Linked DNA regions of Sus scrofa: regions 2, 3, 4 and 5 are each linked to region 1. The links are chromatin contacts, called in public Hi-C, HiChIP or PLAC-seq and promoter capture Hi-C maps. All regions are on one chromosome and are shown on one strand. The core of a region is the stretch at or near the end of the contact, and the rest is flanking DNA. Distances in the headings are between cores, read along the strand shown. Region 1 holds the start of PABPN1 (poly(A) binding protein nuclear 1). Region 2 holds the start of TINF2 (TERF1-interacting nuclear factor 2). Region 3 holds the start of ABHD4 (protein ABHD4). Region 4 holds the start of EMC9 (ER membrane protein complex subunit 9). Region 5 holds the start of DCAF11 (DDB1- and CUL4-associated factor 11).

The links. Promoter capture Hi-C pulls out the DNA fragments that hold promoters and counts their contacts. A called contact is a pair of places that touch in the nucleus more often than the background predicts. HiChIP or PLAC-seq counts read pairs in DNA pulled down with a chosen protein or histone mark.
Region 2: a Hi-C map of liver shows a contact between it and region 1, with 5 times the contacts expected there. The contact joins the promoter of TINF2 here to the promoter of PABPN1 in region 1. A contact is called at or near these places in 2 of 47 Hi-C or Micro-C datasets (heart right ventricle and liver).
Region 3: a contact with region 1 is called in an H3K27ac HiChIP or PLAC-seq map of alveolar macrophages. The contact joins the promoter of ABHD4 here to the promoter of PABPN1 in region 1. A contact is called at or near these places in 1 of 47 Hi-C or Micro-C datasets (skeletal muscle) and 1 of 2 datasets of contacts at active chromatin or transcription factors (alveolar macrophages).
Region 4: a contact with region 1 is called in a Hi-C map of liver, with 4 times the contacts expected there. The contact joins the promoter of EMC9 here to the promoter of PABPN1 in region 1. A contact is called at or near these places in 1 of 5 promoter capture datasets (liver), 1 of 47 Hi-C or Micro-C datasets (liver) and 1 of 2 datasets of contacts at active chromatin or transcription factors (alveolar macrophages).
Region 5: a contact with region 1 is called in a promoter capture Hi-C map of fetal liver, with 2.6 times the contacts expected there. The contact joins the promoter of DCAF11 here to the promoter of PABPN1 in region 1. A contact is called at or near these places in 2 of 5 promoter capture datasets (fetal liver and liver), 1 of 47 Hi-C or Micro-C datasets (liver) and 2 of 2 datasets of contacts at active chromatin or transcription factors (alveolar macrophages and skeletal muscle).

Annotation. Positions count from the first base shown.
Region 1 is chr7:75,754,061-75,759,722 of Sscrofa11.1, reverse strand. PABPN1 (poly(A) binding protein nuclear 1) reads left to right here and starts at 3,201. Exons shown (of 7, transcript NM_001243548.1): 1 at 3,201-3,559; 2 at 3,920-4,034; 3 at 4,769-4,836; 4 at 5,135-5,241. The coding sequence starts at 3,209.
Region 2 is chr7:75,054,353-75,060,014 of Sscrofa11.1, reverse strand. It overlaps TINF2 (TERF1-interacting nuclear factor 2), which reads right to left and starts at 3,224. Exons shown (of 8, transcript XR_002345917.1): 1 at 2,680-3,224; 2 at 2,433-2,537; 3 at 2,212-2,313; 4 at 1,023-2,133; 5 at 869-936; 6 at 665-762.
Region 3 is chr7:76,428,988-76,434,649 of Sscrofa11.1, reverse strand. ABHD4 (protein ABHD4) reads left to right here and starts at 2,814. Exons shown (of 7, transcript XM_021099270.1): 1 at 2,814-2,923. DAD1 (defender against cell death 1) reads right to left here and starts at 2,610. Exons shown (of 3, transcript NM_213944.1): 1 at 2,342-2,610. The coding sequence starts at 2,552.
Region 4 is chr7:75,155,639-75,161,300 of Sscrofa11.1, reverse strand. It overlaps EMC9 (ER membrane protein complex subunit 9), which reads right to left and starts at 2,067. Exons shown (of 5, transcript XR_002345919.1): 1 at 1,959-2,067; 2 at 1,462-1,538; 3 at 55-124. It overlaps PSME2 (proteasome activator subunit 2), which reads right to left. Exons shown (of 11, transcript NM_214279.1): 4 at 5,443-5,529; 5 at 5,308-5,338; 6 at 5,122-5,219; 7 at 4,480-4,548; 8 at 4,257-4,324; 9 at 4,038-4,092; 10 at 3,647-3,733; 11 at 3,435-3,557. The coding sequence ends at 3,477.
Region 5 is chr7:75,178,317-75,183,978 of Sscrofa11.1, reverse strand. It overlaps DCAF11 (DDB1- and CUL4-associated factor 11), which reads left to right and starts at 2,842. Exons shown (of 15, transcript XM_001928359.5): 1 at 2,842-3,441; 2 at 3,544-3,911; 3 at 4,803-4,930; 4 at 5,622-5,662. The coding sequence starts at 3,757.

The DNA of each region.
Region 1 (5,662 bases), core at 1,952-4,451:
TGCCCAGTGGGTCAAGGACCTGGCATTGCTGCAAGCTGTGGCATAGGCTGGCAGCAGTAGCTCCGATTCAATCCCTAGTCCAGGAACTTTCATATGCCACAGGTTTGGTGATAAAAAGAAAAAATATATTTTTAAAAAATTTTTAAAAATTTTTAAAAATTTTAAAAAATTTTTAAGTGTTTTTAAGGCATAATCATTATATAAAGTGACATATATTATGTACAATAATTTTCCTTAAAAGGCCCACTTGGGACACTTTTTCACTTTGACAAACATCTTTATTTTCAAATGTTTGTCTAGTTTTCAGATTATTTTTTTCTTTTTTTCTTTTTTTTTGTTGCCACCCTCACAGGATGTGGAAATTCATGGGCCAGGGATCAAACCTGAACCACCACAGTGACAATGCTGAATCCTTAACCACTAGGCCACCAGGGAACTCCCAGAATCTCAACATTTTAAAAGCTTTTGTTATATATTGCCAAAGAAAAGATCATACTTTTTTTGTTTTGTTTTTGCCCCAAAACCCAAATTGGTTTTTTTTTAAAATCAGATATACATAATTTTAATAATACTTAAATACAATTTTACATTCTCTGACCTACCGAAAATTATTTTTGCAAGTTTATCACACGTTGTGTGTAAACTTTTTTTTAAAAACAGGTGCATAATAATTTTTGGGTATAATTATAGTTTGCCTGAACATTTGTCTATTGCTGGAATTTAGTCTTCTCAATTTCAACACTTGCGAACTATAATCTTTGTGTATTAAAACAGACCTTATAGTAATTTTGATCTGAGCTTTGAAAGCTGGCTTTGAATTCTCTACTCATTTCTAATTAGTTCCTTGACTTGGGCAAGTTACTTCATTCCTCATCTCTAAAAAAGGTTATGGTTTTTAGACTCTTACTTCATGTGAGAATTCAATAAGAATATAACAAGGAGTCTAGGATTGGTGTCTGTTAACAAAATCAAGTGCTCAACAAAATCGAGGTTCAAGGGCATTATTTTAAAAAATCACATTTCCCTTAATTGGCTTTCTTAGTTTAAATTAGGTGCCAATAGGCGCTCCCACTGTAGTACAATAGGGTTGGCAGCAACTCTGCAGAGCCAGGACCCCTGCTGGGTCCCTGGCCTGGCACAATGGGTCCTCAGATCCTGGCCCAGGGTCCGGTGTTGCTGCAAACCGGGGCTCAGATCTGATACTTGGCCTAGGAACTCCATATGCCTCAGGGTGGCCAAAAAAGAAAAAAAAAAAGGTAATTAGGTACCAATAAACACCTAAGACTTGGTTTGCTTAAAATCAGTAGAGAAGATTTTTCTTCCAGCAAACTCACAATTGTTTAGAGCTTATCTTCGGTGTTCAACTAAGTTCTCCCAGACCACTGAAGCTGAGATGGCTGATGAAGTAATTTTCAGTGAAATTTTAAGCAACTGTGACTCTGCTCCAAGTTCCCCTATTCCTGAGGTAAGAATTTGTGTGATAAAATGAGGGTGTGGGGAAGAATGGGGTATACTGGGAAACTTTTGACTTTGGTTTGCTAATAGGAATCTCTTCTCATCCAAATCCCCCTACCCCAGCCATGCACATCCTGTCCAGGTTGTTTAACTATTTGGTTGAGCTCATGTGAATCTGGCTCTGAAACCGGTAGCTTGGTCTGGCTATAAATATCCCTCTTGCAAACTTAGCACCGCCGTTCCTTCCTTTTTAATAAATGAGTAGCATCACCCCTAAACTGTAGCAATCCTGCCTTCCAGGGCTAGGTCTCAGTGGTATCTCAAGAGTGCAGCAGTGCGGTGGAATTCCTCTAGGGTCTATAGGAGGGGCTGGGGGCTGGGAAAGCGTTGAAGATGAAGGGTGGCACCCAGATCCTCAGCCCATGCATCCTGTGGTCAACCATTGAAAACTATGTTCTAGGCATGTTGCCCCCATGGTGGAGGTGCAAATTTAGAGTCCAATCTCGTCTCCAAGCTCTTGCAAACTCTAGTTAGGAAAGGCAGCACAGAACACTCAAACGCACAGCGGAGGAAGGACCGCTTGTCAAGGGAGAAGACGGGAGGCTAGTGGAAGGCTTCCGCAGGGGAGGTGAAGACGGGGTTTGTAGCTGTCTGCTTGAAAAAGGACTGACTGCATGTAGAGGCACAGACCTGGGTGCAGATACACCCGCTGGAATGAAGATTGTGGAAATAACACCAAGTAGTCTGGTCCTGAGGTCTCTTAAGGCCTCAGCAAGGAATTTTAAGACTTTACCTGGCCAGCAAAGGGGAGCCAGTTCGGTCTGGTAGTGGTGTGGATTGAAATGGTGACACTGGAAGCTGACACATTAGGGAGTTGTAGCAAACATTCCAAGCAAGAGAAAAACAGGCTGAAACTGGGACATAAGCAGAATGCTTGGAAAGTATGCCTATGTAGGAAGACAGCACGGTTAGAACTTGTGACTGGTACTGGAGTGAGAATTCCTCCCTGCTTTCTGGTTTGGGGAGACCTAGTGCATAATGGTGCCAATAACCTGAGTGGGAAAGGTAAGCTCCTTCCTGGAGAGCGCCATTCGGAACCCTCCATTTCCAGCAACATCCCACCTACTGGGGCATTCCTGGTGCCCAGAAACAGGTTTCCAGAAACCGCCGCAGAGTTTCCGACCTCTGCCTTTCAAAAGTTCAACCTTGATACTGGCAACCAACAGTATCAAGATGGCGGCACCCTAAAGACTAGTCATGTGACCTAGGGTTTCCCTCGCTGGAAGCCGAGCAGTTCGTTTGGGGGCAAAGTTCACCTGTCACAAAACGGGGGTCAGCCCTTCGAATCTCGCGAGCCAGTCGGCGTTTGAGACTGGGCCACTCCGGCGAGGGGATCGCTAGATTGGTCCTTTCCACTCGCTCAGCCAGCGGCCAATCACGGAGCGCCATACTTTGCGGATCCGCCCGTAGGCGGGGGAGAAGCAAGAACGTCGTCACAGCGTGGCGGCATTGTTACCTAAGGGCTTGAGAGGAGGTGGTACGTGCGTTGATTGACAGACCGATTTCCCCTACCGGGATTTGAGAATTTGGGGCAATCCCCCGCCTTAGGGGTGGGGTCTTATTTGATTGCCAAGTAATATTCTCCAATGGACTCCTAGCTCGCCGTGATGGGCAGGCTGCTTGACTAATGAATCCTCGGCGTGGCCGGCGCAGCTCTCCAATCGTTGGGCGGCGGGCCCCAGTCTGAGCGGCGATGGCGGCGGCGGCGGCGGCGGCAGCAGCAGCGGGGGCTGCGGGCGGTCGGGGCTCCGGGCCGGGGCGGCGGCGCCATCTTGTGCCCGGGGCCGGTGGGGAGGCCGGGGAGGGGGCCCCGGGGGGCGCAGGGGACTACGGGAACGGCTTGGAGTCTGAGGAGCTGGAGCCTGAGGAGCTGCTGCTGGAGCCCGAGCCGGAGCCCGAGCCCGAAGAGGAGCCGCCCCGGCCCCGCGCCCCCCCAGGAGCTCCGGGCCCTGGGCCTGGCTCGGGAGCCCCCGGCAGCCAGGAGGAGGAGGAGGAGCCGGGACTGGTCGAGGGTGACCCGGGGGACGGCGCCATTGAGGACCCGGTGAGGGAAGGAGGGCGAGCGAGCAGGCCGGCGACCGGCCGGCCGGGTCACGGGAGGCCCAGAGCTCGGGCGAGCGGGAGGCGGGCGGGGGGTGGGGGTGGGCGGGGAATAACGTGGCTGGGGCCGGGCTGGGGACGCAGCATCGACCGCCAGAAGGGGCCCAGCCGGGTGGATTCGGACGTAATGGGTGTCTAGTGTTGTTCTAAAAAAGGTAGCTTGATTTTCTTTTTATCATGACCCTCGCGTGGGGCAAGGGAAATGGCAGAGCATGGCTGGGGCCGCGCGCCGATCGAGAGCAGGGCAAAGCCCCTGCGTTGGTTCCTCTTAAGCTCTTCTCCATACCCTCCCCACTCATTGTAGGAGCTGGAAGCGATCAAAGCTCGAGTCAGGGAGATGGAGGAAGAAGCTGAGAAGCTAAAGGAGCTACAGAACGAAGTAGAGAAGCAGATGAATATGAGTCCACCACCAGGCAATGGTGAGTAACTGGCGGTTACACGCGGATCCCAGGTTCTCGCATTGGAAGGGTTATGGGAGCACGGTTCATATGGGATTGGATGCTCCATACCTTGGAGCTGCTTGTCTGAGCAGTTATTGGGCAGGTGCCTCGGTCGTAGTCCGTTGTGTGTTTCTGACCTTTGTGAGACCGAGTCTGTTTTGGTGATGGTAGTCTTGTGCCTCCCTTTGTTCCTGTTACAAATGTGTTGCTCTTTGTTCTTAGTCTTTCTCTGCCCTTTGTGAAGGTTGCCAGCTGGCATTTGACCTTCAAGTCCAATAGTTCTCTCAGTTGGAGACCCTTTAGTTAGGAGTCTTAAGAGAACTGCTCAGCTTCAGGGGGCTTCCTCTCTAATCCAGAAACGTCCAATCTCAGCCCACTTAATTTTGTTCACTTTCCAGATCATTGCAACCAAAGCTATTCAATAGGGACTTGATTTGGGGTTGGGAGGGAATTCCTGTACTGTTGTGGTTTTTTTTAGTTTGTTTTTTTCTTTTAATGTATTGATCTCTTCTTTCGTTTGTCAAATATTTAATGAGCACCTACTGTATGCTAGACTGTTTTATTGTGTTCTAAGCAGTGGGAATAGGGGCTAGAATAGACCAAAATCTTTGTCTTTGCTAGTGGCGGTTGTGGTAATGGTGTGCATATATTGGCTAAGTAAAAAAAGGATTTTTTTCTGATTTTTTTTTTTTTTTTTTTTCCTTCCCTCATAGCTGGCCCAGTTATCATGTCCATTGAGGAGAAGATGGAGGCAGATGCCCGATCTATCTATGTTGGCAATGTATGTACTAGGACCTTGATTGAGGTTGGGGAAGCTCTTATTGTGGGGGGGATTATTTAATGGGAGTCTTGAATCATCTCCAGGATAGGTGGTGGTGGATTTAAGGAGTAGAGGGAGGGTTGGAATGAGGTGAAAGTTAATGGTGATTAGCAGAGGCCATGGGATTGGAAAGAAAAGAGTTCCTTAGAAAATAGAGTTAATTGCTTTGGTGTTTATAGGTGGCCTAGCCCAAAGGCTTGGCCAGTACTTGTTGAAATGGGAGTTTGCCCATTATCTGTGAGATGTACCCCCCCCACAGGTGGACTATGGTGCAACAGCAGAAGAGCTGGAAGCACACTTTCATGGCTGTGGTTCAGTCAACCGCGTTACTATACTCTGTGACAAATTTAGTGGCCATCCCAAAGGGTAAGTGAGGAAGTAAATTGACATTTTTTAACCATAATTTTATATTGAGCAGTAAGTTAAATGGATGTTAAAATAAGTGGTCTTTGTTTTTTAATGGTAATAGGTATTAGGATTTCACCTAATTGCCTTAAGAGATCCAACAGACAACTAAGATGGGGGCTGCATGTGGGTGGGATCTTGAACTGAATGGGGGGAGGCCAGCTTCTGCTTGGCTCCACCTTGTTCCACCATGTGGAAACCCAGGTTCTCTGTATCCTTTTAAAATAATCCAAGAATAGCTGCAAATTTTGATTAGACTCTTCTATTTGAAAGTTCAGAGGGCAGTTCCTTTGTGGCACAGCTGGTTAAAGAACTGCACAACTGGTGCAAGGTTTGATCCCTGGCTTGGGAATTTCCACATTCCCAAAGTTTCCATTTTTTT
Region 2 (5,662 bases), core at 1,975-4,474, 700 kb after region 1:
AAAAGTCTATTCTGGTATCAGGACTCACATAGTATTTTCAGAGTAGCCAAAGGAAACTTCTTATCCAGGCTCAGCTCTGGTAACCTTTTCGGGCACATCTGAACAGCACTCTCCAGGGGAAGTGAAATGGCAAAGGGATCCCCTTCCAGCCCTGGAGAGGCCGGTTCTGTTTCTAAGGAATAACCTACAGTGACCTTAAAGAAGCCTTAATTCCCCTCCCTCACACCAAGACAGTCTTTTAAAAAATCCCAAATTTAATTATCAAGCTTCACAAAGTGATTTTTTAACTATGTAGTCAGTCCAAGCCTAGGCTTCCACTTTATTCCCCCAAACTGCATGCAGAACTGAGGAGGAAGGAACTGGCTGAGTGCCGCGAGCACGCCAGTCCTATCGTAGGAGTCTAGAACTGTCTATATGGTCAGGGAAAGGGACAGACTCAGCACTGGGGTCAGAAGGGGGGAGGTATTCACAGAAGGTGGGGATCAGGGTGTCAAACTTTGTCTTCTGATAGTTTTCCAGAGATTCCTGCAGAGAAGGGAGCAGGGACATCCTATCATCACTGAGACATGCCCTGAGCCCCTGTCCTCCAGACCATGTGGCTTTCTGCTTGGTTCTGCCACTAAGCGCCCCTGCCTCCCCCAGCTTTCCATTGCTTCCTACTCACCTTTCCTTCTCTCGGGCCATTTTCCTCCTCCTCCTCCTCCGAGTCCAAAACCAGGTCCCCTATGGTAATGTCAGAGCTGCACAGAGACGGAGGACACGCTGCAGGGAGGAAACCAGAGTCCAAGTACTCTTCTCGGTGAACATCGACCCTCGAGTCTCCAAGAGAAGGGGCTGTCTGACCCGGTCCTGACTCAGGATGACCTACCTGGCTTCCTGGCCCTCGGAGGTGATAATGACAGTCTCAGGGGGCCCATGGGGCAATCCAAGCAGTTCCTGAGGCGAGAGCAAACAAAGACAGGGTGAAGGGAAAGCAGGCAGGGAATGTGCCACTAGGAGGGAGAAACAACTGGTCTACTCACTCCTTTTGCTCTGAGGCAGACAGGTCAATTGGGTTCTCCTTCAGAGCCCTTCCCCCCAGGGTCTTGGATGGACTCCTAGACTTGCCAGCAGAGGCCGCTCTGGTGCCCACTGCACCTGCTGGATCTGCCATGTGTGTCCCATGTTCTTCCCTGTTTTCAGGCTTAGATATGACTTGTGTTGGTGAACCCAGATTCCTAAAGGGGAACAGCATAACTGTGGGGCGCTCCTTATGGCCTCCGCTAGTGGATGCCCACCGAGACTGGATTCTTCGCCGGCCTAGAGGGGCCAGATTGAAGTGGTGGCCAGCCAGAGGTTCTGGGTGCTTCCTTGAGATTGGTCCCTGTGGAAGGTGTGGGCCAGGCTGGGCTTTTGGCAGAGGGTTGTCGAGTGCTGGTCTTGGCTGCTGAGGAGGACTCTGCCCCATGGGCTCTGAGGTGGTCGCTGAGTCAGTAGCAGAGCACTCTGAAAAAGCAAGCAGAGCTGCTTAAAAAGGCAACCTACTGGAGTTCCCCTCCTGGCTCAGTGGTTAAGGAATCCGACTAGGAACCATGAGATTGCAGGTTCGATCCCTGGCCTCGCTCAATGGGATGAGCGTAGCCTTGACCTGTGCTGTAGGTTGCAGGTGCGGCTCGGATCCCGTGTTGCTGTGGCTCTGGCGTAGGCTGGTGGCTATATTTCTGATTAGACCCTAGCCTGGGAATCTCCATATGCCGCGGAAGCAGCCCTAGAAAAGGCAAAAAAGACAAAAAAAAAAAAAAAAAAGTCTCAGGCTAGACATTCCACCCCCAAATTCTTAGTTTTCAGAGATGGTCCTGGTACCTGGAGGTGGCCACCCCATGTCCACAACATACTGGCTCAGGACAAAAGAAGTGACAGAAGCTCCAGGCTGCATCCAATTCAGCACATCCTGAAGCTGTGGGCAAGGAGAAGAGAGGCATAAAGACCACAGTCCTTGACACAACCACCCACATTCTACCCTTAATGTGTTTTGTTCCCAGAAACCTGCTGTGCCTGCAGTGTAGGCAGTGCTTTTTCCAGCTGACACAAGTATTCAAAAAACAGCTTTTCCATGGCAGCCAGGAAAGTTTCCCCATACTCTTGCTCAAGTCCCTGCAGGAAGGAAAGAAGCAGGTCAGAAAAGGACTAAAGAAAAAGCTACACCATAGCTTCCAAAGCTGCCAGTCCCACCTGTAGGTTCGAAGCCAAATCAACAGAATCCTTTGCTAGTTGCTTCACCTGCTGGCAAAAGGTTTCCTGGGCCTCTGAGATTTTCCTCAGATCCTGCTTTGTCTGTTGGGAGTAAGGAAAGCAAACAAGTTAGGGACATCAGGACCAGTGACAGGAAGGAGGAGCAACTGTGCTGCCCTAAGTGTTAACTGGGGGTAGGGCTTCTTCCAGGGACGACTCACGGCTTTGGGGTCCCGCACCACAGGTCCAGACTCTGGGAAGTGGTGATTCAGGGCATTCAGAACCTGGGCCCAAGGCCGGCCCTGCAGGATCAGCTCCACCACCAGCTGTGAAGAATACTGAGCTCAGAATCCCCACGTCGGGGCAAGCTACCCTTTTCCAACCAGTCCCACTCCAGAGCGGTCGGTCCAGCAGAGGACCTCGTATCCCTCCCCTTTCCCCTCAACCAGGTCCTACTGACTCCAATACCTTGGCCTTTAGGCCCATACACAGGCGTTCATGGTGCCGGTAGCGAACCAAGCCAGGGGCAGCAGCGCGCAGGGATCGCAGAAACTCCAATACTCGCGGAAAATGCTCCACGCGCCGTCCGCGCACAACTTGCCAGCTGGCTGCGGCTGCGAAGCGCAGGGCTGCGGGACCAGCCTCCGGGGGCGCGGCCATGGCCGGCGGGCTCCACCCCAGGGGCCGTCCCTTTTGGTTCCTACCTCCAAGGCGAGGCTTCGCGACTCCTCCTAGGGGTGGGGCTTCCGGTGGCCCTCCGACTCCGCTATTTTGGTCTGCGCCGCATAGTTCGCGATCTGAGTCCACACCCTCCCGTGGGTCACTAGAATTCTAGGGTTTTTTTCCCCAACTCTGGATGCAGCCCGAATGGAGAAGCTGGCCAGCTACACTGGCACCAGGTTGCTGTGTCTTAGACGCCGCCGCAGTCTCTAACCGGACGGCTACCTCGCTTCGGCTCTGCCACCAGTTTCCCTACCCCGGAAAAGGGTGGCAGTGGAGAACCAATGGGCCTTCAGGCAGAGGAGACGTGACGTCGCGTCATAAGGCCACGCCCCCGCAGATCCGGCTGCGCCGCTGCCGGCTCCCGCCCACTGTGACCTGCTCTGCTGACGGCCGGTGGGTGGTGGCGAGTGCAGTTTTGGGTCCCGCCCCTGGCCTCGGTGTTTTTTTGCGGAGCATATAGAGAAGTCACGTCTTTCTTTGAGGTCTAGCTTTTTGGTCTTTGAAGGAGGTCTATGCCACTTCCTTTCTCCATTGTCTTCACCTCTCAAATACGATTCCTTAAATCCCGGCACCCAAACCAGCGCCTGCAAAGCCTTTCCCGGCGGCGCGCCGCTGCCATTAAGAATTCAACTGTTCTTCCTTTCACAGAACAGAAGAGGGCGCCCGCCTTTAAAAAATAAAATACAGGGAGTTCCTGGTGTGGTTCAGCGGGTTACGGACCTGACTAGTATGCTTGAGGATGCAGGTTCGATCCTTGACCCTGCTTAGTGGGTTGAGGGTCAGTTGCCTTGAGCTTTGCTGTAGGTTGCAGACGCGCCTCAGATCTAGCGTTGCTGTGGGTGTGGTGGAGGCCAGCAGCGGTAGCTCCCATTCGACCCCTAGCCTGAGAACTTCCATATGCCACGGGTGTGGCCCTAAAAAAGCAAAGGAAATCCAACCAAACAAACAAAAACAAACCCGAAAACAAAGTTTAAAAAGATACATCAGGAGTTCCCGTCGTGGCGCAGTGGTTAACGAATCCGACTAGGAACCATGAGGTTGTGGGTTCGGTCCCTGCCCTTGCTCAGTGGGTTGACGATCCGGCGTTGCCGTGAGCTGTGGTGTAGATCGCAGACGCGGCTCGGATCCCGCGTTGCTGTGGCTCTGGCGTAGGCCGGTGGCTACAGCTCCGATTCGACCCCTAGCCTGGGAACCTCCATATGCCCCGGGAGCGGCCCAAGAAATAGCAACAACAACAACAAAAAAAAAGACAAAAGACAAAAAAAAAAAAAAAGATACATCAGATTGTTACCCTGTTTTTCTCTAGATGGTGAGACTAGGTAATATTCTATGTTTTCTATGTTTGCTATCTTTTCTTTTTTAATCATGAAGTGCTAAAGTAAATAATAAAAATAGATTTTCTTTTTCAAATTGCTTCCGCGCACTTGCTACAGTCAGTCCCCTAATGTAAATGACTGTTTTACTTGTCTTTCTCCTTGTCACAGTTTCTGGTGCCTCTCATTTCCATTGCCAGGAACAGAACCTCTGCACACAATGTACATTTTCTGTTGATTGAATTAATTACCTTCTCTGACTGCCTTACAGGGGTTTAGTGAAATTACCCTTTCTTTGGGGCATCTCCTTTCCTAGATATAATGGCTCCCCACCGTCTCCACTTAAGATCAGTCTTCTGAGGTGCCCCACATATTCAGCTGCCCAGGGGGCATCTAGTTGGAGGTCCCGAAGTACCCAGATCAGACATGTATGAAATTCTAGTTATATTTCACTTTTGAGACATAATTTTGATATATACAGAAGTCTAGGTTGGTGGGCTTTTTTCCTTCAGCACTTTAAATTTACTGCACTCCACACAACTTATACAACTCAACAGCAAAAAAGCCAACAACCCAATGGAAAAATGGGCAAAAGACCGGAATAGATATTTCTCCAAGGAAGATATACAGATGGCCAACAAGCACTTGAAACAATGCTCAACATCACTGATTATTAGAGAAATGCAAATCAAAACTACCCTGAGATACCACCTCACTCCAGTCAGAATGGCCATCATTAGTAAGTCCACAAATAAATGCTGGAGGGGGTGTGGAGAAAAGAGAACCCTCCTGCACTGTTGGTGGGAATGTAAACTGGTACAACCACTATGGAGAACAGTATGGAGGTATCTTAGAAAACTATGCATAGAACTCCCGTATGACCCAGCAGTCCCACTCTTGGGCATATATCTGGACAAAACTTTCCTTAAAAAAGACACATACAGGAGTTCCCGTCGTGGCGCAGTGGTTAACGAATCCGACTAGGAACCATGAGGTTGCGGGTTCGATCCCTGCCCTTGTTCAGTGGGTTAACGATCCGGCGTTGCCGTGAGCTGTGGTGTAGGTTGCAGACGCGGCTCGGATCCCGCGTTGCTGTGGCTCTGGCGTAGGCTGGTGGCTACAGCTCCGATTCAACCCCTAGCCTGGGAACCTACATATGCCGCGGGAGCGGCCCAAGAAATAGCAACAACAAAAGACAAAAGACAAAAAAAAAAAAAAGACACATACACCCACATGTTCATTGCAGCACTATTCACAATAGCCAAGACATGGAAACAACCCAAATGTCCATTGACAGATGATTGGATTCAGAAGAGGTGGTATATATACACAATGGAATACTACTCAGCCATAAAAAAGAACAACATAATGCCATTTACAGCAACATGGATGGAACTAGAGACTCTCATCCTGAG
Region 3 (5,662 bases), core at 1,565-4,064, 680 kb before region 1:
TAGAAGAGAACACAGGCAAAACATTCTCTGACATCAACACTACAAATATTTTCTTAGGTCAGTCTCCTAAAGCAATAGAAATAAAAATAAACCGGTGGGACCTAATCAAACTTACCAATTCTTGCACAGCAAAGGAAACCATTAAAAAAAAAAAAAATACAACCTAGGGAATGGGAGAAAATAGTTTCAAATGATGCAACCAATAAGGGCTTAAATCTCCAAAATATACAAACAACTCATACAACTCAACAGCAAAAAAACAAAGAATCCAACTGAAAAATGGGCAGAAGACCTGAACAGACATTTCTCCAAAGACATATGGATGACCAACAGCCAAAGAAAACATGCTCAACATCACTAATTATTAGAGAAATGCAAATCAAAGCTACAATGAAGTACCACCTCACACACGTCAAAATGGCTATTATGAACAAGCCTACAAATAACAAATGCTGGAGAGTGTGGAGAAAAGAGAACGCTCCTACACTGTTGGTAGGAATGTAAACTGGTACAACCACTACGAAAAACAAAATGGAGGTACCTCAGAAAACAAAATATAGAACTACCATATGATCAGCAATCCCACTCCTGGGCATCTATCCAGACAAAACTTTCATTGAAAAAGACACATGCAGAGTTCCCATTGTGGTGCAACAGAAATGAATCTGACTAGGAACCATGAGGTTTCGGGTTTGATCCCTGGCCTCGCTCAGTGGGGTAAGGATCTGGTATTGTCATGAGCTGTGGTGTAGGTCGAAGACGTGGCTCACATCTGATGTTGCTGTGACTGTGGCGTAGGCCTGCAGCTGTAGCTCCAATTTGATCCCTAGCCTGGGAACCTCCATGTGCCACAGGGGTGGCCCTAAAAACCAAAAAAAAAGAGAAAAAGATATATGCACCCTTATGTTCATTGCAGCACTAACTCACAACAGCTAAGACACGGAAACAACCTAAATGTCCATCAACATATGAATGGATTAAGAAGACGTTGGAGTTCCCATTATGGCACAGCAGAAATGAATCCCACTAGGAACCATGAGGTTGCGGGTTCAATCCCTGGCCTCACTCAGTGGGCTAAGGATCTCGCGTTGCCGTGAGCTGTGGTGTAGGTCACAGTTTCGGCTCAGATCCCACGTTGCTGTGGCTGTGATGTAAGCCGGAAGCTGTAGCCCCAATTGGACCCCTAGCCTGGGAATCTCCAAAGCTTTGAGGGTGGCCTTAAAAAAAAAAAAAAGACATGGTGTATATATACAGTGGAATACTACTCAGCCAAAAAAAAGAACAAATTAAATGTCATTCGCAGCAACATGCATGGAACCAAAGACTCTCATACTAAGTGAAGTAAGTCAGAAAGAGAAAACAAACAAAAAAAAATGGAGTGTCCATTATGGCTCACATTAACAAATCCAACTAGCATCCATGAGGACTCACCTTTGATCCCTGGCCTTGCTCAGTGGATTAAGGACCCAGTGTTGCCACAAGCTGTGGTGTAGGTCACAGACACAGCTTGGATCTAGCGTTGCTGTGGTGTAGGCCAGCAGCTGTAACTCCAATTCGACTCTCAGCCTAGGAAATTCCATATGCTGTGGGTGTGGCCCTAAAAAGCAAAAAAAAAAAAAAAAAAAAAAAAGGAAAGAAAGACAAATACCATATATCGCTTATATCTGGAATAATGGCACAAATGAATCTATCTACAGAAAAGAAACAAACCCATGGACATGGAGAACAGGGAGAAGGGGAGGGAGTGGGATGGGCTGGGAGTATGGGGTTAGTAGATGCAAACTATAGCACCTAACCCTAGAGTGGATAAGCAATGAGATTCTGCTGTATAGCATAGGGAACTATATCTAATCATCAGTGATGGAACACGATGGAGGATAACGTAAAAAAGAATATATATATATATATATACATATACACATACATATGTATAACTGGATCACTTTACTGTACAGCAGAAATTAATAAAACATTGTAAGTCAACTATAGTAAGTTTAAAAATAAAAAAAAAAAGTCTACCAACTTCAAAGTTGTGTTAAAGCTAGGTGGAAATTGGGAAGAAGTTTTCCCTGGACTATATATACAAAGTGAAGAGGATCACCAGGTTGCACAGCAGCATGAAAGTGGTTTCTATATTTAATTCCAGCTCCTTGGTGATTCTCCAGTAACAGGCACGCCACCTGTCTGACCCTCCATTTCCCCATTCACAAAGAGAGAGCAATGCAGGCTCCTCTCATAACTTGACAAGGCAGTGTTCTGATACAAAGAGACGAGCACTGTGGGAATAAAAGCAGCGCACCAAAGAAACACATTATTATGGAGATTATTACTGAATCATTACCCGCTAGAATGAAGCTCCCCACGCAAGAGATAAAGCCGGAGAGGAAAGAGTTGAAGGGGAAGGTCCCCACGAGGAGACAGTAACCGAATTGCAGCGCCCCGGTCAGCAGTATATACAAGAGATATGCATCCAACAATTTCAGACGCTGAGGAGTGGAGCTCAAGTACTCTTCTAAGAACCGGGAGATTACCGACAACACCGACGCCGACATGACTATAAACTTGGTACTTCGGCCGGCGTACCCCAAGCTCCTAGAGTACCAGACGACCACACCGGATGTAGTCTTAGCGCATGCGCAGCGGTACAGCCCAGCTCCGTCCTCCCCGATTTGCGCAGGCGTATAGACCGACCAAGGCGCGAAACAACCAATGCGCAGACGCAGAATACATCCTCAAAATGAGAACTACAGCCAGAGAAAGCTAGTGCGCCTGCGCAACGGATCTTTCCCTGTGCTGGAGACGTGTACTCTTTTTGTTCCATTTCCGCCGTCAGGTTGGTGACGCCCACAGTTGCTCTAGCAACAAGATAGTGCGGGAGGAAGACCGGGAGAGGCTTTACAGCCAATAGCGAAGCTACTCCGAGGTTTGGAGTCTCTTTGGTTCACTCACGTTCTCAAACATATACTATTTAGATCTGCTATAGGGCAATGTCTGGCGCTCTCCGGGTTCAGTACTTGTTCGGTCCTAATTCTGTTAAGGGCGCTAACTGCGATCCGTCCCAGATCATTGGAGCAAGTCAGGTTGCCCCAAAGTTGGAACCACCCGATCAGTGTCTGAGCGGGCACCAGTTTAGACGTGGTTATTGGGGGTGGGAGGTGTGGGGCGGAGTGGGGGAGCTCGACTTTACCCGGTCCTGAACTGGCTTTAGGATCTAGACTTGGGGACGCTTATTAATAAGAGCGATAGAATCAAACCTCAGGTATTCATTCAGCAGACATTTATTGGGCTCCTCCACATTTTTTGAATTGTAGTTAGTCAATTGTAGGTATTCTTCGGTGAATCTGATAGTCTTAAAAGAGCTGGGGGTGGGCGTGGGGTGAGAAAGTCGATTAAATTGCATAGAGTATACGATCAAGTTTAGCAGCGTGCTACTCCCAACCTAGCATCTTGAACCTGTTGTTGAACTATCCCAGAATGTCAGTGCTGAAAGGCCTGAAAGAGCATTGCCTGGTGCCTGGTTCAAACTCTACCCCTTCCGATTTATTTTGCAGAAGAAAATGAAGGTTTAAGGTTTTGTATTTTAACAAGTGGAATTAGTTACTTGTATTTAGTGTTTTAACCTTTTTGAAAAATAAGGTCCACCTTAGTTTCTGGCTTTTGCCGCGTTTTTTGTTTTGTTTTGTTTTTTTCCCATGCCAGAGGCTTGTGGAAATTACCCTGGCCAGGGATCAAACCAGGTCACAGCAGCAACCCAAGCCACTGCAGTGACAATGCCAGATCCTTAACCCACTGTGCCACAAGAGAACTCCTGCTGCCCTTTTATTTTAGGTGAATCTGATCTAACAGACCTAGCTCATCGCACTTTCAGCTGCAAGTAGCATATAACCAGGTACTTTTTCAACTTATTAGTAACTTTAAACTATCCTAGCCACTCAAGCAAAATTCCTAAAACAGCAAGTAAACCTTCCTTAGTTTTCATTTGTTGTTTGTGTTCACACTGGAACCAGGAGTTCCCGTGGTGGCTCAGTGGTTAACGAATCTGACTAGCATCCATGAGGATGTAGGTTCGATCCCTGGCCTTATTCAGTGGGTTAACGATCCGGCGTTGCCATGAGCTGTGGTGTAGGTTGCAGATGTGGCTCGGATCTGGCGTTGCTATGGCTGTGGTGTAGGCCAGCAGCTGTAGCTCCAATTCAACCCCTGGCCTAGGAATCTCCATATATCGTGAGTGTGGCCCTTAAAAAAAAAAAAAAAGTAAACTGGAACCAAATCGTGTGCTGGCTCTTAGTCATGAGCAAAACCTTGCTTAATTCTAGAAAAAAGAGATATAATCCATGTCCTCAGAAAGATTTACAATCCATCTGAAAAGATATATTCCTAGTCACACCCATTGAGATTTGTACTGTTATCTGAACTTAAGTTCAGTCTAAACCCTCTTATGTTGCTGAGGGGGAAAAAAAGAGGAATGGATAACCAGGCTGGTTCCTATTTCTATATCATAAAGCAAGTGTCATTTTCTCTGACAAGTTGAACTTTTCTCCCTGCCTCATCAGTGAATAGGAGGGTAGCTTTCTCACTGGTATTCAACTTCACACTTTAAAGGCTAGGCTGATGCTTTTTAATTATTTAGGAGTGCATTCCTCAGGGGGGTTCTATTCTGTTAGCTAGGCTTCTTCCAGTAGTCTCTCCCTTCTGTTTTGTCTGCCTTTGATCCATGTCAACTAGCATCATTAGCATCTTCACAGGAACTCCCAAAGGGGGAAAGAAAAAGAACTGAAAAACACCAAATTCACTTACTGAATGCATCCTTTTCTGAGACCTGCAAAGTCAAACACCAATATAATGAACTAAAGCTTTCTGGACTGCTTAAAAGAGCAAGAAGAGGTCTTCTGTGTTCAGTTTATGATTCTATAATCATTGACACATTTTTGACTGATCTGTCAATGGAAAAATTGCTAATACTAGTGTTGATTTCAACATTTAAAATCAGAATATTAATATATGTAAATAGTCATGTCCAGAATAGTGGATAAGTGTGCAGGCTCTGGAGTCAGTCCTGGGTTTGAACCTTCTGTCTGCTGTTTATAATTTATCCAATACAGGACAAGTTAGTCTGACAACCTCATTTTCCTTTTCTTTGTCCTGGGTTGTTAACTGTGGTAAAAATGCACAACGTGATAGCTGTGAGTTTCAGTTTTATTTGGGGACTTACTGAGAGCTATAGCCCACGAGATAGCCTCTCAGGTAGCTGTGAGGAACTGCTCAGGGAGGAGGTCAGCATGTATGTGATTTTGGAGAAGGGGCACCTATAATCAAGCATACATCTTGGTAGAAAGTTACTGTCAGTCACGAGGCACAGCTATCTTAGTGCTTATTTTAATAATTTTAGTGCTTTCCTAAGTATGGGAAGATGCAAGAAATTGGGTTCATAAAATTTTCTCCTGAAAATATGTATCTGCAGGCCTATTCTGCCTGTTTTCCCAGTGCACAGAGTGCCTCACTCCTGATCTATAGCCTGAACTCCTTTCAGGGTGTGTCAAAGGTCAGAAGCGGCAGTGGCTAATGACTAGACCTTTTAGAGCTGATGGCTTGAGTGACATTCTTCATTGACAGGTTGTGGAGAGTTAAATGAGATGATGTTAACATTTAGCACTTAAGGAGT
Region 4 (5,662 bases), core at 818-3,317, 600 kb after region 1:
TCCCTCTTCCTACTACTTTCTTTCCAACTCCCCACTCTGAAACCCAAGCCTCACCATAATGAGTACTGCGTCAGGAAAGAATTCTGCAATCCGCCCAGCGATTTTCAAGGCCAGGGGCCCAGGGCTGTGTAGAGGGAAGATCAGAGTCGTGAGGAGCCTACTGTGGATAGACCCCATCCGTCAGAGCTGGGCCTCCCAGGTCCCATAGATGTGGTTGCAGCAATGGCGTTTCCCTGTAGCTGGCCTGGGGGGTATCAGGCTTACTTGATGCTTCACGCTTAACTGCCCAAAGCTTGAGTGCTGTGGAAAATAGGTGCTCGGATACTGCTGGTGAGAGTGGAAATCTAAGATAGTCTTTTCTGGAGAGTAAGTTGGTATAACCAACCAAATTTATACTGTATACTATATATATGCTGACCCAGAAATTCTACTTATTAAAGAATTTACTGTAATAATAGGACAGTGTCTATAATAACGAAAAACTGGAAACAACCTCAATGTTTAATGTAAGGCATTAAATAAATTATGGTACATCGGAGTTCCCGTCGTGGCGCAGTGGTTAACGAATCCGACTAGGAGCCATGAGGCTGTGGGTTCGATTCCTGCCCTTGCTCAGTGGGTAAAAGGATCTGGCGTTGCCGTGAGCTGTGGTGTAGGTTGCAGATGCGGCTCGGATCTCGCGTTGCTGTTGTTCTGGTGTGTAGACTGGTGACTACAGCTCCAATTCGACCCCTAGCCTGGGAACCTCCATATGCCGAGGGAGCGGCTCAAGAAAAACACAAAAAGACAAAAAAAAAAAAAAAAAAAAGTTATGGTACATCCATACTGATGCTGTATAGCTGTTACGGTAAGGTAGATAATAGTGTAATGATGGAAAGGTGTCAGATATTTATTAAGGAGGAAAAAGCAAATTACAAAACAGTATCAGTTGATCCAGATACATGAGTACTATGTAAGTAGATAACTTTTTCTACATACAGCTGACTGGTGAACAACGAAGGGGTTAGGAGCAGAGACCCTCCTGCAGTTGAAAATCTGCAGGTAACTTTATAGTGGTCCCTCCATTACAGATTCTGCATGGGTATTCAACCAACTGTTTCACCTATTAAGGTCCGCAGGCAGCTCAAACCCATCTTGTTCAATGATCAACTGTATATATAAAAAAACTTTCTTTTTTAAAAAGTTGCTGCTTGGGTTTCCTTTGTGTTTTTTCAGCACTTGTGGGGGGGGTGCATCTCAGTTAAAGCAGGTGTCAGCCTGTTCTTACTGAAACGTAGTTGTCCTCCCCACCCCCAGGGAAACATGTTTCCTTACATTTCCTCACTGCAGTACCAGCCTAGTGCCTGATGTACAGTGCCTACTCCTAAGCTTTTGATGAAGGAAAAATGGAGAGAATGACTAAGAAGGGTTCTCTTGACTCCCCCACCCCATAACCCTTAGCCTTCTGCCTCTGGCACTCACCTCTGGTCGTCCAAAGCTGCATTGGCATGGTAGTACCCTGCCACTACCAGCCCGGCCTGCGCGCCCCACACATCCACCTGCCATGGGAAAGGGACCATCAGTAACTAAATCGTACCGCCCGCCCCGTGGGTGCGCACTATTGCCAAGAGGCCAGGGATGGGCTTAGGGCTGTTAGGGGCTGGTTAGGGTGGTAGGTGGGCGTCCAGCGGCGGCACCTGGTTGAGGGCGACCTCCAGCATGACAGACAAGGCCAGGTGGCTGTGGAACAGGGGGACACAGTCGGTGAGGCACAGGCATTCTCCCGACCGCGGCGCGGGCGCCAGCAATAGCCCGTTGACAGCGGCATGCGGGTAGCGGGCGGCGTGCAGACACATCTTCACGTAGGCCCGGGCGGAGATCTCCACCTCCCCCATGGCGAGCGGGGCCCCCAGCTCTCGTCCGCGAAGCCCCCTCCAACGCCCGAGGGCCCTCTTGGGCCCTTCCCCGTGCCTCCTCACTTAGGTTCGACAGTGGCGCTGACCCAGCTCAAAGACAGCCCACCGGCTCCCGCCGATCTCAGCCTGGCGACCGGCCCCCACCTGGCCCGGAAGGCGGGCGGCCTGGATTGCATGCTGCAGCACCGAGCTCCGCCTCCCCCCGCCCCCAAGTGGCGGCCACAGAGAAGAGCTTGCCTCGGGGACACGGAACCTGCGCCTCCAAGCCTGACCAGCTTCTGGAGTCCCGCCCACGTAATGATCTTTGATAGGTTTAGAGTGTCTCGTTTTGCCCAATCACCAACCGCATCCAATCTTGCCCCGCCTTTGTCTCCGGCGGCTGAAAAAGAACCCACAACGGTAGAGAGCTTCCCTCAAGCTGATTGGCTAGGCTACCCCACTTCGGCTCCGGATTGCAGGATGACTGCGTCTGTTATCTCTGCCGCCCGCCCCTACAGGCCCAGCTGGGTGGAGCCCGCGTCCCGCGTCGGGTGTCTTTGGAACCGTGGAACTTCGAACCAATGTGAGTACACAGGGGACGCCTGACTCCTACTATAGAATGAATGGGTTTGTGCTCTAGGGCGGCTCTGCCACTAACTAATGAGCCATGTTACTTTTGCAATCACAGGTTATCGGGCCGTTGGTTTCCTCAGTGTAATATCTACAGAAATAAAAACGGCTTTGACTGCAAGCGGGGGTAAAGGTCAAAAAGATTTTTATAGACCCATCCTTCCGATAATGTCCTGTGGTATAATTTCCTTAAGCCAAAATGTTTTGGGAGCGTTTTTTTCCCCTCCCAGCTCTTGAGAAGGAACCCAAGCATAATTTTCCCCGGGGAAGCCTCATTCTCTCTTCAGGCTTGCTCTGAGCTGATGGCAAGGGTGGTTTCTTTCTTCATTCCCTGATCTCAGCCGCAGAGCTTTCCCTCTATCTGTCCAAAGTCTGATTATTCCTATAAGGTTCTGCCCAAATGCCGCCTCTTTCAGGAAGAACTCATGAGACCTTCCACATGGAAAAAATCTTGTGAAATCCCCAAATACAGATTATCTTCATGGCTGTCAGGCCATGTAACTGTTATTTAGGATAACTTCTTAAGAACAGGATGGACCTCTTAACTCATCTCTGTCTTCCTGGCACCCCTCCCTTTCCCATCATCGCATTCACATTTAGTAGCTGGACAGAGGTGACACTTTGCTTTCTTTTTTTATTCGTCTTTTTGTTCTTTTAGGACCGCACCCACGGCACATGGAGGTTCCCAGGCTAGGGGTCCAATTGGCATTGTAGCCGTCGGCCTACACCAGAGCCACTGCAATGCGGGATCTGAGCCATGTCTGCAACCTACACCACAGCTCACAGGCAACCCCGGATCCTTAACCCACTGAGCGAGGCCAGCGATTGAACTCACAACCTCATGGTTCTTAGTTGGATTCGTTAACCACTGAGCCATGACGGGAACTCCCACTTTGCTTTCTGAATAAATGACACACACCAGAGGTGATCCACACAAAGTACAGGTCATTTATTTCCCTTACAACCCTGGGCTCAGTACATTGATGGCTTTTCTTCACCCTTTGGGTTGACAATTTTCTCCAGGTTGCTGCTGATAATATGGTAAAGCTCAGCCTGGAAGAAAGCCAGAGGGCAACAGTCAGGTTCCTGGCCTTTCCTTTGCCCCCTCATCCACCTCCCTTAGGGGCTTACTCCAGACTCACATAGAAGGCCCTCAGGTCCAGCACCATGGCCCTGAGCTCCCCATGGGCTGCCTCATCTCGTTCGTGCACCAGGGCCCGGTAATCCATCTGGGATGTGGGAGGCAAAGCTGAGTCAGCCCCATGGGAGGTTGGGACATTCATCTGGTTTCCTCATATAGGGAATAGGTAACTTGAGGAATGAGCCCCTTCTCAGCACCAGGAAATGGGATCCCACAAGATCCAGCAGAGAAAGGAGGTAAAGTTTTTGAAGCCCAAGTTTGGGGCAATGGTTTTGGCTTAATATTCTCCACATTGGGAAGGTCACAGACAAAACAAGGAGGACCATTGTGCCCTCTTCCTCATCCCACCCCCAGCCAGTCTCCAATAACAGGCTGGTGGACTATCCACTCACTACATGGGTCTCCTTGGAGGCCTTGGCCACAGCATCCCCACGTTCTGAGAAGTACCTGCCGAAAGCAAGGGGAGTAACCATAGGAGTGGGTGTTCAGAGAGAGATAGTCCCTCAGACCCTTCCCAAGGCCCCCCATTATCCCGATGGGCATGTCCCGCTTTGGGAGTCCCCACAGAATGTCCTTGCAGACCCCTGTGCTGGCCCTCCAGCTGCCCTCACTTGGAAATGGTGGTCTGGAAGGCTTCTACTTTGGTCTTGACTGCATTTACCCTCTCCAGCACCTTTTCCTGTGGTGACAAAAGAGATGGGAGGCAAAGAAAACACTTCATCTTGTCCCTTTTTCACTCACTGTCTACCTCCTCCTCGCAGTTCATATCTAGTCTCTATCCCTTACTCCCCAAGACTCTTCCTGCTCTCAGCATCCTCACAGACCCTTTCTCACCTGGACTGCCACCCCAAAGTCATTTCCATCCTCAATTTTGGGGATCAGGTGCTGGATCCATGTGATCACCTACAATAAGAGCTATCATGTAAGAATCATTCAACAAAATTCTGTTCTTAGTACGGTTACTTCCTAAAAATAGCTACATTTAACTGAGTACTTATTATTTGACAGGCACTGTGCTATGTATTATATATCTCATTTAATCTTCACGGCAACCTTTCAGGCTTGTACCCATTTAAACAGATGAAAATGCTGAGTCACAGAATGTCTAAGTGACTTACTTAAGGTAACCAATTAGGTAAGTGATAGAGTCAGGATTCGAATGAAGGCAGTCTCCCTCTAGGGTCCAAGCTCTTAAACCAACTCACTGTATCAGAGCACCTGCACTGTGTACCTGCTACAGCAGTAGGTTCTGAGGTTATGGAGGGGGATGCAACACAGTTTGATTTAGAGGGTACCACTGTAATATCAGAGGTCTAGCAGAACAAGGAGAGCAAAAGTTATCTAAACACAAGGCACAGAAGGAAGCTCCCTATTTTGAGAATAGGTTCCTAAAGGAAGGACTTGGAACTCTGAAGGAGATCAAGGCATGGCCTTGCTTGTCTTCTCTTTCTATGTCCCCCAGTTTCCCAAGCTTACCAGAATGCATTTTTCTTTGAGAGTCCAGACTTCTGGCTTAACCAGGCCAAGCAAGGCCAGGATCTTCTCGTTCCCAGGGAGAAAGCCACACTTAGGGACTGTGAGAAAGAGGAGATTTAGATCCCTTCACATCCAGCAATCAGTGTGCCATTTCTCTTTCCCTAACCTCCCCCCTTCCCCTCTTACCTTCTTTCTTCTCCTGCTTATCTGTTTCCATCTAAGGAGAAAAGGGGGGAAGAAACTTTAGAAAAGTCATGGAGGTTGGCAGACCATTATGTACAGTGGATTTATAGCCCAAGCCCTATGCCCTAAGTGCCTCACCTCATCATCCTTGGGTGGGGGGTCTGGGATGGGGATGTCCAGCGGGGCCCGGAGAGAAGTGAGGTCGGTCACGTTGAGGGAGTCCTCCTGCACAGAGCTCACTGTCAGGGACTGCCCAGCCTCTTCCCGTCCTCCTGAGTCACAGCCTTCCCCCACACACATCGTACCCACCCTCCTCCTCCCAACCTAGGCTGAGGCTTGGCACTATCCTAATGTTCCC
Region 5 (5,662 bases), core at 1,593-4,092, 580 kb after region 1:
CCATTTTGGAGTTTCTTGGTGGCCTAGCAGTGAAGGATTTGGCATTGTCACTGCTGTGACTCTGGTTTGGTCCACCAAAAAAAAAAGTTTTTTTCTTCCAGTGGAACACATATCCTAACATAAATACTCATATATATTTTCAAAATATTGTAAGTCACAAGCGATATAATCAAGTTCACAGGCTTAAAAATCTTTTACATGCAAAAATCAACCAATGAATCCAGATGAAACCTTCTATTCTTTAGCATTTGACGTTAAGACTCGTTTTGGGAGTTCCCTTCGTGGCATAGAGGAAACGAATCTGAGTGGGAACCATGAGGTTGCGGGTTTGATCCCTGGCCTCACTCACTGGGTTAGGGATCTGGCGTTGCTGTGAGCTGTGGTGTAGGTCGCTGATATGGCTCAAATCTGGCTTTGCTGTGGCTCTGGCATAGACTGGCAGTTGTAGCTCTGATTGGACCTCTAGCCTGGGTACCTCCAATGTGCTCAAAAGACAAAAAAAAAAAAAAAGACTCAAGTTTTGGCCACAAAAACCTCAGATTTTTAAAACCTTTTAACATTTACCATGACTTTTAAATGTTTTACTCAATAAAGTACAAGCTACATATTTCAAAGGCTTGATTTAGATTTTATTGAGTTTTAAGCTGGATTTGTACATTAAAAGGATCTGTAAGCTAGGGAGGAGAAGAGGAAAGAGGCTCAGCGGAAATGAATCCGACTAGGAACCATAAGGTTTTGGGTTCATTCCCTGTCCTCGCTCAGTGGGTTAAGGATACAGCCTTGTTGTGAGCTGTGGGGTAGGTCGCAGACGCAGCTCAGATCCAGCATTGCTCTGGCTTGGTGTAGGCTGGTAGCTATATCTCCGATTCTACTGCTAGCCTGGAAACCTCCATATGCCATGGGTGGGGCCCCAACAATATAAATAAAAATAAAATCCATTATTGAGATTTTAACAAAAGTCTTTGTTTTCTATGTACCTCTGGTGGTCAAACTGTGTTAACCATAATTCTTTGTTCATGCTGTATCTTTTTTTTTTTCTTTTGTCTTTTTAGGGCTGCACCCGTGGCATATGGAGGTTCCCAGGCTAGGGGTCAAATCAGAGCTGTAGCTACCAGCCTACACCACAGCCACAGCAACAAGGATCCCAGCCACCTCTGTGACCTACACCACAGCTCATGGCAATGCCAGGGATCGAACCTGCTTCCTCATACTAGTCAGTTTCTTTTCTGCTGGGCCAGGATGGGAACTCCCACGCTGTATTTTTGTAATTAGTTCATGAAAGGCCTTCTCCATTTTATTATTTGTTTAATGATATGAGCCTATTTTTATATTTTTAAATGCAAAACTGAAACCATATTGTTTTTGCATCCACCACATATCAGCAGATCTACCACCTTTTTTAAGCCTAAAAAATGTAATTTGCACAATTTCCCAAGGCATGAAAATAGAAGACTACGTCATTTTTAATGGCTACCTGGTATTTCTGTGTCTACCATATGAACCATAATTTATTTAACCTGTAGCAGTGCGTTTGGATCTTTTGTTTCCAGTGTCTTACTACGGTCAATAATTGCTCTGTGGGGAGTTCCCTGTCATGGCGCAGCGGAAACTAATCCAACTAGAATCCAGGAGGACGCCTGTTAGATCCCTGGCCTCACTCAGTGGGGTAAAGGATCCGGCGTTGCTGTGACTGTGGTGTAGGCCGGCAGCTGTAGCTCCAATTTAACCCCTGGCCTGGGAACCTTCATATGTCGGGGGGGGGGGGCGGCCCAAAGAGCAGAAGAAAAAAAAAAAAGAATTTCAAAGTGTGATAACAGAACATTAAACCAAGCGTGGGTTCTGTACAGGTCGCACACCCATGAAGCTGGCCCTGGTGACCAGAGATAATAAGCTAGCTCTGATCTAGCGATCTAGAAACCAAGGGGTATCACCAGAAGGATAACCACACCCTCGCCTACCCAGGGAGAGTGAGCCCCAGGAGAGCCCAAATTAAAGCCCGCCTCCCTCATCCCTCCTGCCCTCAGGAGGCTCTGGGCAGCACTTTTAATTAAGCGTCCCGGCTGGGGGCACTGAGAGGCAGCTTGGACCCCGGGCCTAGGCGCCCAGCACGGTCAATCGACCCACAACCCCCCAGCCTGGGCGAGGATCCCTAGGTACACAAGTCTCGTCCTTGAACTCTGCCGAGTTACTCATAAACCCGGAGGAAGGGGTAGGAGGGGGTAGGAGGCGCCGCGCGTGCACACCCTGGTCCTGCGCAGAGGCGCCCCAAGGACAGAGGGTCTAAGGAAAGTCTTCGAATCCTCCCAGGGTTAGGGTTAGGGTTAGAATCAGAGGCGAACTGACCATAATGAAAGGTCAGTGAGGACCCGCGGATGCACTAGGGAGCGTCTACAAAGACTGCGAAGCCAGGGGTCATCTAAAAAGTTGCCTGAGTGACTAACGGAAGGTCTAGAAAGGGCGGTCCCCAAGAGAACAAGGCTTCCGGAAGCTACGCCCGGAAGGGAGGGTGTGAAGGCCTAGGTGCATCTGTGACGCGAACGCATTCCCAAAAGAGCCGCGCACCGCTTAGGACCGGACCGGCTGAAGCTGCAGCCTGAGAAAAAAAGCAGTGCTAGAGAGCGAAGTGGGGGCGGGGGAGGGGGTCGTGCCTAGGGGAGGAAAGAGAGGCCCCTTAGAGATCCTCTGAAAAGTGCGAAGCTAAATGTTGTTAAGGGACTGACAGCAAATTATTTCCCTTGTTAAGACACCTCTGGGCAGCGAATCACAAACTTCTTTTGTAAGCCCCGCCCCTCGCCCATGAGGTCTAGTTCCGTTGTTTCTGATTCAAGAAGCAGCCAGTTCCGCACTTAACGCCTCCCAACCAGAAGCGACCGCTCCTCCTGGATCGCGCGCTTTCCCCTCCCCTAGCACTCATCACACACTTTCTCCCGCCCATCTGTCAATCACCGCTCTCAGCTGTCCAGTGAGCGGGCCAAGGGGGCGGGGCCGTCAGGGGCGTCGCGTGACGTTGCAGTCCGCCGGCGGCAGAGCCTGGAGATGCGTGACGAAGGAAGCGCGTGACGAAGGAGCTGTTGGCCGACGCCGGAGGGCAGTCGGTGTAAACAAGGCCTTGCGCCGCTGCGGGTCCTGAGACCTCTCCTGGCTGGTGGGTGGTCTCTCGCAGGCCTACCCCCCTTAGCTTACACATCCCTGGCACACCACGTGGGCGTGAGGCGAGGAAGGAGGGGGTTAAGTGGAGTTTTAACTTCATTGGTTGTCGCTGCCGCCGGCTTTTGGGAGGGAGTGTGCTGATTGGCCGGTAAGGGGGGCGTCGGGGGGTCCTAAGGCTTCTGATTGGTTAGATGGGATAAGCTAATGAGGCGCTTTCTTCTGCGAGGGTTTTTGATTGGTCGGCCTGAGAGGTTACCTGGGAATCCACCCCACCCTCAGGGACTTTGATAGGTGAGTTTGAGGTAGAAAACTGAGAAATTCCTCTTCAAAGGATTCTTACTGGTGAGCTAAGGTCACGCCCTAGACTTCACTCTGTTTTTTTTTGCTTCACAGGATTGGGAAAGGTTTGTGTTCCCGAAGCTTTGGGAGTTGTTACAGGCCAAGGAGAAGGGTTCTCAGTCCCTAAGAAGTGTAGCCTTCCTAGTTATAGCTACCGCCGTACCTCAGGAGACCCTGGTATTTCTAGAGCAGGGTTTGCTTTCATCAAACCCAAGGAGGTGACAGGAGGAGTCCCTGCACAGGACTTAAGGATGCTGTGACCAGAAGATGGGATCACGGAACAGCAGCAGTGCAGGAACTGGGTCCGGAGACCCCTCCGAGGGCTTGCCCCGAAGAGGGGCTGGCCTGCGTCGGAGTGAGGAAGAGGAAGAGGAGGATGAAGATGTGGATCTGGCCCAGGTACTGGCCTATCTCCTACGCAGGTAACTTACCCTCTGGTGTGTCCCCACCAGGCGCCACCACAGTCCCTTGATCCCAGCTCCAATCAGGGAAGTTACAGATAATAGGAAGTGGGATTATCCCAGGACTACCTTTCTGTTTGAGCAGAACATCCCTCCCTGCTGGACACTCAGGGCACTCAGCTTCATACCCAGTAAGAGTGGGTTTTGCCTAGGGAGGGTCAGCTAGATGACTTGCTCTTATGTTTGAGGGAACTGTTCAGGGGAGTCTTTTTAGTTATGACTACACAAATGTAGATTATTTTTCACGTAAATAAGAAATGGGGGGGGCGGTTGCCTGGTGGAAAAGGAATGATGTGAGGGTTGAAAAGTGCTGGGAAGGTGGGTATTGAACTTTAGTGAAGTTATTGACACATGATATGAGGCCATGTGGATTTACTGGAAAAACAAGTTTAAATTAACTCTAATCCTGTTTTTGAGGAAAGATTGCTTTGAGGGAAGTGACCACCAGGAATTGACTGGAAAGGGGTGCAACTGGCTTTGGTTCTTAGCTATGGCTTCTTGGGGAGAAAAAAACCTTGGGAGTCCCTTCAGAACACCATGTTCTATGCTGAACTCCTTGGGCAGAGGCTTGGAAGGAAATGCTCTCAATTTTTAGCTCTCTGAGGAGTCAGCTAACCCCGTGTGATGTCGGGGTTTTTCTACTCCTGCTATAAGATGGAGAACTTATTGCCTAGTGTGTCTTATAGGAGACTGAAAATAACAGCCAAGGTCTTGTCAGCCCCCACCCTCAAAATGGCTACAGAATGAGAGTTTGAGGACTAGGTAGTCTAAGAACTAACATCACCACTGACTCTGAATTTGGTTGATTTGGGGATGGGATACTCCCCTTTATCATGGGGGCTCTCTCCACAGAGGCCAAGTGAGGTTGGTGCAGGGAGGAGGTGCGGCAAATTTACAACTCATCCAGGCCCTCTCAGACTCAGAGGAAGAGCATGACAATGCCTGGGATGGTCGTCTCGGAGACCGATACAACCCACCTGGTAAGAGGAAAGACATAAATCAACTATACTTTAATTTAAAAAAATTAAAAAAGAGGAAGGGCAGACTGAAACTCCAACATCAGAAGACTTTCATCAGAGGAGTTTTCTTATGGCACAGTGAATTAAGGATCTGGCTTTGTCACTGCAACAGCTTGAGTAGCTGCTGTGGTGCAAGTTCGATCCCTTGCCTGGGAACTTCCACATGCCACAGGCACTGCCAAAAAAAAAAAAAAAAAAAAGACCCTCATCAGAAAACCTTTTATAAAAATTTTTATGGCCATTCCCATCGTGGCTCAGTGGTTAAAGAACCTGACTAGCATCCATGAGGATGCAGGTTCAGTCCCTGGCCTCACTCAATGGGTTAAGGATCTGGTGTTGCCGTGAGCTGTGGTGTAGGTTGCAGACGCAGCTCGGATCCCACGTTGCTGTGTCTGTGTCGTAGGCCATCAGCTACAGCTCCAATCAGACCCCTAGCCTGGGAACCTCCATATGCCGCAGGTGTGGCCCTAAAAAGACACACACACACACAAAAATTATGGCAAAAATTGAAAGAAAGATGTGATAATTCAGGGGATGAGGGAATCTTCACAGCCCCGGAATATTCAGCCATGTTGAGTGGGTTGAGCACAGCTCTGTAACTGTCCTCTGGGGCTGGAAGACCTAGAACAAAACTTCTCTTTGGTATTTGCAGTGGATGCCACCCCTGACACCCGGGACCTGGAATGCAGTGAG